Linked DNA regions of Mus musculus: region 1 is linked to region 2. A link is a contact called in public promoter capture Hi-C data. All regions are on one chromosome and are shown on one strand. The core of a region is the stretch at or near the end of the contact, and the rest is flanking DNA. Distances in the headings are between cores, read along the strand shown.

Region 1 (5,780 bases), core at 2,808-5,307, 90 kb after region 2:
CAGTACCTCTGCTCCAAGAAATTAAAGATAACTGAGGAGAAGTACAGCCACCATAATCAAGAATTGTCTGGGAATTTTCCTCTTCTAGATATGAGTGTCTTAGAGAGGAGCTAGAGATGATAACAACTCTGCCCATCTTCTCATTTACTCCTCACAGCAAGGTAAAATTGTAAGGATAAACTCACATACAGTAGCCCGAGGAGGAACAAAGAAGCCATTTTTTTTCCTAGAGCTTAGATGCTAAGATATTTGAGAAATATCCACCCACCCCCAACCCCAGGCAGAAGGCACATTGCCATACTCACAGTTTCGTTCTGCTTACTAAACACAGGCATGGCCACCGTGGTCATCAAGACGAGGCCCTGATCATCAGCAAGCTGGATGGAGACAGAAAAGGCCGTTATTGGACACCCTGAGAATGCCTCAAGCCAGAGGCCTCCTGGTGACCAGTGCATCTTTTCTAGCCAAAGGCTGCTGAGAAAGAGCCCTCGGGATCCTTTGGCGGGGAGTGAGCATGGAGGCTTTCTACCTGATGGGGCCAACAGTCCCCAGCCCCAGCTGCCGCCAGTCACTCTCCAGCTGACACATCTGTGCCTGCAGCTATTTATTTTTTCCCTCAGATGAACCTCATTTGGATTTCAATGATTTGTTTTATTACGACACGTCCATTTTACCGTTTTATTTCCCGGGCATTTATGTTCAGTACGTGTGCTAATAAGGCTTCTGATAATGCAGGATCAGAAACCTCCAGCATGGGGGGGAGGGGGCCTCAGGAAATATCCTTAGGGGAAACAGAACCGGAAGCTCTCATTCTCCCTAAGGCAAGCCAGTCAAGCCCCTCCACCTCTTCAGATTCCTCAATACTGGTCCCCAGAGGAAAGCAAATGAATGAAAAGACAGCTTTAGCACATGACCCTGAAAATCACCACTAAGAAGCTAATCGTTGCTTCCAAAGGAAGTACTTCTGAAATAGGATGCAAACTTGTAATGCTTTTAGCCCCATACAGACACTGTGAGACCTCTGGGCACATCTGCTTCTCATACACTGGCAGGAGGGACACAGGCAGGAACAGCTGTTCTACCTCAGTACAAATGGGGAAACAGAGTCTCTGAACACAGTAGTAGGCTTTGGCTCAAGACAAAACTATCCGTGATTCTCAGCTTCAAGTTTCTTAGCTGCACTAGCTAGGCCTTCCTGGACTCATTGAAATATGCTAATTAACATTACCATAAAGATTAGATGTAGCAGTGCCCAGCATGGTACTCTGACATAGAGTCTCTCAAAGGACGCCGGAGTCCTTTCTCTGCCCCTGAGGTCACACAGCAAGTACATGGCAGAATTAAACAATAAAAGAGAGCAAGGAATGGTTTGCCACTGCTGACACATACCAAAGTATGCTGGGAAAGGCCAATGGGAGAGAAATTCTTTCTGTTTTGTATCTCTCTTGAACACCCACTATGGATTGTTCTGAGCTAAGGAATCCACCAACTTCAGTCTACGGTGATTTTATATATATATATATATATATATATAACTTTTTCATGGCATTAGTTCTATGGAATAACTAGGTGCATTCCCATAGAACTTCTTTCGCAGGAAGAGGCTGCCTAAGGAGACGATGCTAGAATCTAAGTGATTGACAGCTATACAGATTGCCTAGTCTCTTGTGCAAAAGTCATTGAACTCAGCTTAGCTCATCTTTTCTAATGCTGGATTTATTTTTTTGAGAAAGGATCTTCCATAGCCCAAGCTGTACTTAGACTCATGATTCTTTTCTTGGCTCAGTGCCGAGATTACAGGTCTGCACCATCAAAGCCCTGCTTCCCTGTTCACTCAGGATCATACGTATCATGCATATTATTGGGGTTCCTATAGACCTCATTACTTACAATGTGATCCCTGAGACAACCGTACTTCAGTTCTTGCTATAAATGCAAAACTTCAGGGACCACGCTAGACTTTCCAAATAGAAGCCCTTATTTTAAAAATTTAGTACATGTGAAGATTAAAAGTCAGGGAACGTTGTTACAGGGAGATTTTCCCCATCTTACCCCTATTGACAATCTTGAGGACAAAAGAAAAGCTGTTGAATGTTAGGACATTTTCCCAACAGAATTAGAGGGTACTTGCGAGACTTGCATCTACTTTGAAGTGAGCCTGGGTCCCCCATGAAAGTGAGACAGGAATGTCATGGCCTTTAAGGACCAGGAAACCTGTGGCATCTTAGGGGCTAACTGTGGCATCTGTCCACTCGTTTGACCAGCCACTATTCTGGATGGTGGTCGGGAAGACCCCTTTACTGCTATAACTCAGATTTACATAGGCAGACTCTGAATAAGGCAGAAGGCCCCCCACAGTCTGGGTGGGCCTCATCCAGTCAGTTGAAGGTCTTCAAAGAAAAGACACAGCCTTGAAGGAAGAAGAAATTCTGCCTTCATTTGCCTTTGAGTTCAACATTGAAACAGCAACTCTTCCTGGGATTTCCAGGACACCAATCTGCTTTACAGATTCATATTTATCAGATTCCACACTTACATGCTTTAATACAAATCTTCCTCCACATATAAGCATGTATGTACATATTTATATGTCCATATGCATACACACATATGATGTCTTTATATGCTTATGCACACACACTGTGTATTATACACATGCTTTCTCTATATAGGTTCTTTCATTGTTCTGTCTCTTCTGAGACCGCTGATGAATAAGCTTGTTACCCAGGTAACTTTCAGGGCATGAGCATAAGTAAGTAAATGATTTTCTAATATTAATAACCAGACTGCATTAACTCAAGACAACATTGACAGCTCTTGTTGTGCCAAGAATCAAGTCAGCCAGTATATGCAACACAGTAATTGTTTATGGGAACGTATTTTAAACTTCTGCTAAAAATACTTAGCATAGCATGGCGGCCATTGGTGGCTCAATAGCAGAACCAGTGGAAGTAAACACCCCATTTCACAACTCCTTGAGTAAACCTCACTGCTGCACAGCAACGCTTATTTGAGCTGATCCATAACCCTGGACAGCTTCCACCTTTGCAACTCAGATCAAAATTCCAGGCAATGCCAACATGGATCACGGTGCAACCAAAACATGGCATTGGCGGTAATAAGCAATGAAGCTTTTCCCCTGTGACCAGTAAGAGTTAGTTATAAATCATTAGTAATTGCCCTGGCAAAAGGCAAGATCAAGGGAAAGGAACTTCCAATGTTAAGCCAGAATATAGAGTCAGTGTCACTCAGGGCAAAAAGAAAAGAAAAAACAAAACAAAACAACAACAACAACAAACCCAAAACCAAACCAATCAACAAACAAACAAAGCACAAAACAAAAAACAAAACAAAACAGAAAACTCCTTATCCTATTGCATCAGTACTAAAGCCACTGATCTGTTACCAGCTCTAGGTAAACAAAAGAAACCCAGTAAGTCCAGGGGGGCAGAGTTCACATGAGGGACTATAATCTTATGTACTCTTCTGCTAAGAGCTGTAGCCCACTTATAGACTGGCTTCGCCAGAACTCCAAGCTGCAGGCTTCCACTGTAACCCAGCTCATCTCATAGCCTCAAACACTAGCAGAAACCCAGACAGAGCCCTGCCCCTCCATCAGCCCCAGCCTCATCAGTTTGGCCTTTTGCATCTGAAACATTTCATGGAGGTGGAAAATCAATCAGAAAGTTTCTTTGCACCACAAGCTCCTTAGGACCAAAGGGCATCCTGGGACAGGAAATAGCAACCCATGGTTTTTATCCAGACCTCTAAGCAGAAATGATGCAGCCATCACAGCCTTGTAGCTGCTGCTGGGGATTCAGTGCTTAGGATTCATAATTAAGGCTTCCAAGGAAAATGCAGATACAGAATCTACATCCATTTCCCAAAGGGTAGGAGTTAGAGATGGAGGTCGCCATGGTCCATCTCAGCAAAATCCCATTAACTTAAGTCCAAGCAAGAATCCAAAAGCAACCTGCTGCCCCGTTACACTTGTGCAAGCTTTGAACAGCCCCTGAACTTCTCAGCTATGGCGCGCTGTTGGATAGTAAGTGTGCATCATTCCATATGCATCCTTCATTTCCTATGCTACATAATGGGGGCCATTCTGGAATCAAAGGAAATGATGGGTAATAATGCTGAACATCTGGCTCATAAAATACAAACTTGCTCAACAGATCGACTGCTTCCTGTCAGCTTCCCAAGCTAACAATGTGTGTGTGTCTTTGAATGTGCATTCAGACTCGTGTGCAAGCTCTGGGCAGCCATGCAGGCCTCTACTCCTGGTGCTTCATCTGTTTCCAAGGGTGGCACCAGACAGGAATGTGGTCAGTGTCGAGGGTGTGGCCCCAATGGCATCATACCACCAGATCCCCAGTTCACTGCCGGCCTGTTCATTGCTATGCATCGTTTGCCTTCAGAACTTCCCTTAAACCTCGGCTATATGCAGAGTCCTCTGCCATGTGCTATGAAGATAACTAAGCACAAGATTGGGCTGGTTCCCCCATGGAACCCTGAGTGTGCTAACAGAGACAGACAAACCAATGGGACCAATGGAGGAGGTCTAGTAGGGGCTGCCATGCTGGCCTCCCGTAGTGAGCAAAGAGACTGTCTTCTTCCAGTCCATCTTGGGTCCAAGTGTCCATCTTGTACTTATTGAAACCAGTCACATGAAAAATGCCAGCTACAAATGTCTCCTGAACACTGGCATAATAAGCAGAAAACAGTTTCCTGCTTCCCTCCATTTCCCCCCTAAATTATTGATACTTGCTCTAGTACCAAGGGAGAAGTTTAAAAACCATCCTTTTCTTCCGGAAGACATCAACCTCTCCCTTAGATAACTTCTCTTCACCCTTTGCATCCACAGAGTTTCTGTAGCAGCCGATGCCTCTCTATTATCACATAAGGCAAGGTGACCAGCTGGTTGGTTTCTTAGGCACATGCATACATGTATACATACATACATACATACATACATACATACATACATACATACACACATACACACATATGTATACACCACCTAGGCTGTAAGATTGGTTCATTAATTGGACACATGATTTGATATGTATTCCCTGGGATGTTTTGTCTTTTTGCTATCTCAAGCTTGTGGAAAGATGGTCTCTCTGTTAGGTGCTTATAAGAACCTAAGTGTGGTGCTCATAGCCCCCCATCACAGATAGTAAGTTAGACAAAAAGAAAGAAAAAAAAGAGTTGGGGAAGGAGAGGGAGAGAGGGCAAGGGAGAGGGAAAGGAGGGGGAGAGGAGAGGAGGGAAGGAGAGAGGAGAGAACAGAGAGAAAGAGGGAGTAGATAAGAAGAGAAGGAAGAGTGGGCCTGGGAGATGCAGGTAGAGGGAGGACTAAAGAGAGTAAATTAGAATTTCGGGGGGCAAGGAGGGGGAACGGCCTCTAGATGCCTTCATCCCTAGGGACTGTGTTTTATGATGGGCATGTTGCCCTTAAGATTTTATGAAAAATCTTCATAATGAATAAAAGTTTGGCTGCTTTGAGATCATCAGTAAGAAGCTGCCATCTTGAAAGTCCCCTTTGGCCAACCAGAATGAAGGTGCAAGCACAGGCAGAGCAAAGGGCAGGCCTGGGGCTGGTAAGGTTGAGTGTGGCCCTCCACCGGGACAGGCACAGTGCAAGCTGCAGACCAGCCTCTGACTTTGAAGGACATTTGATTGCCTTGCCATTTAAAAAATCTCCATACTGAGGGAGCTGGTCAGGCCAGTGTCAGGATGCTCTCGTTCTCCTGCAGCTAGATGGAGGTAACGCCGAG
Region 2 (6,292 bases), core at 800-3,299:
CTTCCAGGCCATGTGTGCTCTGGCCCAGCTTTGAGTTGCCTGTGAGAGTCTGCAGGAACAAACAGAACCAGAGCTCCCTGGGGCTATAAGCAGCTGCTCCCAGGAAACCATCTACTCCGGGGTAGGGGGTTCTCTCTGTTCCCAGGGCGTTAGTGTTTTAGGTGGGAGTAGCCAACTCAGACTCTTGGAGGTCTAAGAATTTACACTGGGAATAAAGATCCTGCTTCAGATCTCCTACTTTGCCAGAACATGTTCTATGCTTACCATACAGAACTTCATCTACCTGAATTCTACAAATAGGACACTGACCTCAGGGAATCTACAATCACCCCTTAAGGCATTGATACAGTGCAAAAAAAGGTGCGCATCTTCCATTAGCAAAACAGCCTGACAATAACAGTACACGTCCTTCATCCCTTGACATTCCCTGTAGGTGTTTCGTCTCCCAAATCCAACTGTACTGTCAATACACCCTTTTCAGGCCTCAGAATCCAAGAGCCAGACCCAAACCCAAGTTGGGTCCTGAATGACACAGTGAAATAGATCCATCCACAGCAATTCGAGAAAATACTCAAGTCTTTCCAAGACTTCAAGTTTATTCTTGCCTTCTGAACAGAGTGACAAGGTTTTGACATAATCAGGCCCCAGTGCTTACCCAGTCTTTTCATTTTATGCCTGGGGAGAGAGGGTGGTAGATATGTCCTTAAAGGTGGGTGGTAAGAGTTGAAAGTTAATGACAGCTGCACCGGATGCAAAAGGTTAAGTTAAAGGGAAGGATAGCAGAGACAGGCTGGAGAAAGACGAGTTTCCAGAAATAGCAGGATGCATATGCATATGTGAGGTGGGAAGCAAGTTGTCCACAGGAGAAAAACATTCCCCAAGAGGCTATTCAGAGGAATCACATACCATATCAGGTCTCATGCATGGGATTACCTGCCTTCCTCAGTGGTATTAGAAGACAGGCTTCCCCCTGGAGCTCTTCCAAGGAGAGCAGCTCAGAAGTCCTGGGGCCAGTCTCCTCGATTCTTGGAGCCGTCAGCCTTCATGAAGATACTCTGGCCTAGATTTAATCCTGGATGCAATTTCATAAAGCACTGGGTATCATTAGCCCTGTAGGAGGTGACGCTTTGTGAGGGTAAATGCAATCCAGACCTATCTGATTCCAGAGTTCACATTCAGCTGCTCATCTATACTTCTTGGGTTTTATGCAACCTCAATAAAAAGTAACTTTGCCACCTGACCAGTCATAGAACGCCTGTGGAATATTCTAGAGTAGGTCTGTTTTTCTTTTTTTGTTTTTTGTTTGTTTGGTTGGTTGATTGGTTGGTTTTTTTGGCTCACTTCATGCACTGGAAGCCCACTTCAGCCAGTGGCAGGCATTTGTACATTCAAAGAGCTGGTTCCAATCCCCATTTGGAAAGTTTGCCTCATTGCTTATTGGTGAACAACCAACTCAGTTGGTTTCTAGCTCTTACTTAGCCAGCTTGATTGTTTTAAATGTGAAGAGTATTGAGAAAAGGGTCTGAACCTCAGCTTTAGGTAATGTAAAAAGATGAAGTATTTCATGCTGGCCAAAAGGTCCTTTTAGTATGTGTCAGCAGTGGGGTGTGTGTGTGTGTGTGTGTGTGTGTGTGTGTGTGTGTGTGTGTGTAGCAAGCAAGGTGAGATGTATTTGTGGCACTGGGGAGGAGGGACTGTAATGCCCATGTAAGGAAACCATGGCTGTGGATTTCAGGGCATGAGGACCTGTCAACGCAGCTAATCTCCAGGGACTTGGGCTGAATGTACCCAGGATAGCCAAAGAAGTGCCCCAATGGAAACTGTCAGCCTCCAGCAGGCCAATTTGTTCTCATATTACACTCCCTGCAGGCTCTGTTGCAAGACCCTAGGTTAGGGATTCGTACCCTCCCCCACCACCACCAGTGAGGGTTGACTCAGCACGGTTGATAAGTCAAGAGAATGCAGAAGCCACAGCCGGATTAAGAAGGCTGTTTTATTTTGGTGCCCTGGACTTCAAGCAGATTAAATAATCAAAAAGGCCGGGCCATTGGGGTCATGTCTGAATGCTACAGCTGTTCACCAAGGTCTGACCAACATTCTTTATGTGGTTTGCTGTCTGAATGAGAGAGGCAGAGAAGATCCTAGGGAGGTTGACACTTTCCAAAAAAAAAAAAAAAAAAAAAAAAAAAAGGACCGGACGCAATCAAAAGACCCCTCTTATGGAGAAGGACCACAGCAGACAGAGACAAGGGGACAGGCTGCTTAAATAAGTGACCTCCTGAATTCAGCAACTGTTTTCTGCACTGGAGAAAAGCCCATGCTGGATTCAGGGAAAGAGAATGGAAAGCTGGGTTCCAAGTCTGCCGTAGCCCGGGTGTGTTGATCTGTGAGTCCTCAGGCCGGGATATATGTTGAATGAGGGTTTGTGCTGCGGAGCCTGGGCCATGAAAGGTGAGCAGGAATAAATTCCATTGCCCCTACCCCAGAAGTCCCCCACCTGAGGGAAGGGGGCAATACCTTCTAAGAAGTGTCTGTGAGAAATCAATTTTCAACCTGTCTTTCTTAAAACATTGGACAGATGTAAAAAAAGAAAAAATCTCTCTCAGTGGAAAGATGGATGTGTCACCATGCTGAGCAAGGGGGAAAGGGGGCTGAAGACAAATGTGTATAGTCGTGGTGTGGACATGCAGTGGGCTTGTCATGGGCCATTTCATAGACAACATGGTGCCTTGAGTTGGAGCTCATATATTACTTCCTTTGGGGAAGTGGGAGGCAAACTGGCCCCCATTTCAGAAATATAAGCCTTTTATTAAGAGATAAATGGGCTGGGTGGGTACTCCATTGTTTAAGGATTGATTCCAAAGCTTGTGGCTCAGGTCACAGTGATAGTGTCTGGTGATTTCTAATGGAAAGGCATTTATTTGAACTTTGAAAGAAGTTAGATATCAGGAAAATTACAGAAAAACAAAAGACTTCTGTTTGAAGATGGAGAAGGGGACTTGGATGCTCTATGTCTCTTGAACTAAATCAGAGGCAGCAGCTTTCCCTTGGAAAGCTTCTCCTTTTCCAGTCCTGTGGTCCTGGGTACCGGCAGCCAGGAGCAGAGTCCAAAGCAGGGAGATCAAGGTATAGTACAGTCATTCTGTGTTTCCCCCTAGGTGAGGTGTAAATCAGAACATCAAATAAATAAATAACCGTCTCTTGAAAGCCTCCATGTTGATAGGCATTTTATTTTGAATAGCATTCCATGGCCCTGTCAATGCCTCTCCAGTTCAACAGAATGTGTGCTTGACACATGTTTGTCATACTTAGAAATTCAAGTCCCAAAAGAGAAAAAAGGGAGGGAAATAGGAACTTTGAAAAAATGACCACACAGCCTTTTAAAAAATATATCAATTCTCTGAGTCCGACAATGAGACCCACTCTGTATTTTGGGGAGCAGTCACCCACAGTCCTATAGCTGCACCATTTGTAATAAGTGAGTAGGGAATCCTGGGAGCCCAAATGCTCCTCAATGAGGGATAGGTAGTCACTGAGTTTGACATGGTCCAACACAAGGAATGTGCCTTATTAGCTAAAAGAAATGAAGACACTTTCTATGTATCCACTGAGGTGGATACATAGCTTTGACTAAAAAGAACAGATTGCAGAATAGGATAAATGTATGATTATATTTATATGAAGTAGACAAAGAAACAGTATACCACTGTGCAAATCCACCCCTGATTGCTGCACCATGTCTCTCTTGAATATCTGGCAGAGAAATAGAACAGATAAGAATTCTCACAGATTCTGTAGGCAGGCTGGGATCAAATCATGCTAGATTGTTTACTGTTTCTGTGAACTTAGGGAGTGATTTAGCCTCTCTATGCCAGTTTTGTTTGTTTGTTTGTTTGTTTGTTTGTTTTTCCCCTCAAAATGTTGAAGACAAACAACTATGTTGACAAGGTGATTAGGGTGGATATGTGTCTATAAAGCAGTAGGATTGATCTCTGACATGAAGTGTATGCCATCTGGTCATTTGCTATTGTCCTTATTATCCACTGCATTTTACAAAGCTTGGCATAATACCATTCTATCTCTGTGATCATCTCTAGCAATTACAGAAATAAAAATCAGAAGGAATTCCTAATAGACTCATTCCAACCCATGTCCAAGATAAGCTCCCAATACTTCCAACTCTGAAAATGTTGGATCTTGCTGTAAGTGAAGGAAAACTGAGTACAAGATGGCACCTTTATGCTCTGAGCATTTAGCTCAGTGGTAGAGCACTTGATGAACAAGTATAAGACCCCAGGTTTAGTCCTCAGCTTCAGGGAGAAAAATCCTTAGACAACTCCAAAGATCTCAAAAGAATATTCAGGCAATATGCCGTAGGTCCCTGTTTCAACTCAAGCTGGAAATGTTATAAACATTTTAACTCTGATCCCATTTATTAAATAGTATCAAGAAGGCAGGCATCAGGGCTCATTTGATAGTAGTAGCCTAGCAAGCACAGATCTCTGAGTGAGACCCCCAGGACCATGAAATTGAGCATGGTGCTACATACCAATAACCCTGATACAACGACTATTGTTTTGAGTATGTCTAAAGACAGAAAGCAGGTTTCTGTGGGGCTTCTGTGGAGCAACTCTGTGAAGGGGCTTCTGGGAGGAAAACCAGAGATGATTAGAAGAAGGTTGTATGCCCCACTAAAGCACTGCACTTCTCAGTAAGAAGCAAGGAGATGACAGAAGTCTGATCATCTATGAGAGGATGGTAAAAGTTTCTGGAAGAAGGATACGACTTATATTGTTTGTAACACTTTTTGGTAATTTTTTAAACCATCATAGAAAAAAAGGAGAAAGAGGATCGCCACAGATTGGGTTATACCTGCAAAGCTAGATAGCTGTTTGTAAGGGTATTCCCTAGTCAATAGGACCACCTGAAGCCACATCTGATAACTGAAGTATAAATGAATTAAGACCAAGTCAAAATTAAAAGTCAGTTCTTGGGTTGTAGCAATCACATTCTGGGAGCTCGGGAATTACAGGTGTCTAGTGACATCCATGTTGGAGGGCAGGCACAGAACATTTCTACCACCATACAAAGCTCAACAGGCCTACCCTCCTCCTGAGAGGTCCTTTTAGAACTGTGGGCATCAGCTCCTTTTGTGACCTTTCTACCTGCCACAGCCCACACACCTGGCTCTGACCTCCAAAGGACACATGACCCAGAATGACTTTCCCCTCACTGTTTCATGTGATATCAGTCTTACACAGTCTGACGACCAAGTCAGCCACAGTAGCCTCAGTGGCCGGCCTGCGTGTACTCAGTCCCACTCTGTGAAGGGTGAGGACTTCCTTTCTAGCTGGGTGGGAGGCACTGCTGGCTCAGGACCACACTGCCTGGGAATTCCTTGGCTGATGGCGACCACATTTCATACACTGGCCTCCATCCCTCCCTCTTCTCCTTGCTTTAGGTACTCTGCTGCTGGTCTCCAGTGTGGGTCTCCTGCTCCCAGGAGTGGGCAGCTGCCCCATGAAATGTTTGTGCCACCCATCATCAAACTCCGTGGACTGCAGTGGTCAGGGGCTGTCAAAGGTCCCCCGTGATTTACCCCCATGGACAGTTACACTGCTCTTACAAGATAACCGGATCCACTGGCTTCCTGCTCTTGCATTTCAATCTGTATCACTGCTTTCCACCTTAAATTTATCTAACAACTCTCTTTCAAATCTGGCTGCAGAGGCTTTCTATGGACTTCCACATTTGCGGGTTTTAAATGTAACCCAAAATTCCCTGCTTTCCATAGAAAGCAGCTTTGCCCATGCCCTTCCTGGGCTCAGGGAGCTAGATCTTTCATCCAACAGCCTCAGGATCCTCCCCACGTCTCTGGGGAAGCCTTGGGAGAACCTGACTGTGTTTGCTGTGCAGCAGAACCATCTTCTCCATCTGGATCGTGAACTTCTAGAGGCCATGCCCAAGGTGAGGCTGGTACTTCTTAAGGACAACCCTTGGATTTGTGACTGCCACTTACTGGGTCTGAAACTCTGGCTGGAGAGATTCACCTTTCAAGGTTAGTAGTGTGTCTTTCTGTGTGCCACCAACCTCAGCATCTCAAGAGGGTGGAGGACAGTGCAAGGGGAAGCTGTAGGCCTTTGTGTGTCTTCACATAGAAGTATGCTAACTTCATGAGGGGAGTAAGTGTCTACTGGAGGTTGGAGGACATTGGGTGTTATGCTCATCACAGTGTGCATGCAGATGGCATGGACGTCTCTCTGGGAATCACATACCAAAGCACCCTCAGCTC

The links. Promoter capture Hi-C pulls out the DNA fragments that hold promoters and counts their contacts.
Region 1: a promoter capture Hi-C map of liver shows a contact between it and region 2. The contact joins the enhancer-like site here to the promoter of Lrtm1 in region 2. A contact is called at or near these places in 3 of 39 promoter capture datasets (embryonic stem cells, liver and stem cell-derived epiblast-like cells), 3 of 484 Hi-C or Micro-C datasets (embryonic stem cells, myocytes and nephron progenitors) and 3 of 9 other capture datasets (adipose tissue, liver and pancreatic islet).

What each region holds. Positions count from the first base shown.
Region 1 is chr14:29,104,649-29,110,428 of GRCm38.p6, forward strand. It overlaps Cacna2d3 (calcium channel, voltage-dependent, alpha2/delta subunit 3), which reads right to left. Exons shown (of 38, transcript NM_009785.1): 15 at 306-377. Among named protein-coding and RNA genes, the nearest start is that of Lrtm1, 89 kb to the left of the region's middle. Within about 2 kb of position 4,058, at least 2 of the 459 cell types and tissues checked have an H3K27ac peak or open chromatin away from gene starts, as enhancers often do. A contact at or near this core is called in liver, where this site is marked.
Region 2 is chr14:29,016,159-29,022,450 of GRCm38.p6, forward strand. It overlaps Lrtm1 (leucine-rich repeats and transmembrane domains 1), which reads left to right and starts at 2,050. Exons shown (of 3, transcript NM_176920.4): 1 at 2,050-2,451; 2 at 5,462-6,058. The coding sequence starts at 2,409. The region is part of intron 27 of Cacna2d3 (calcium channel, voltage-dependent, alpha2/delta subunit 3); the gene reads right to left.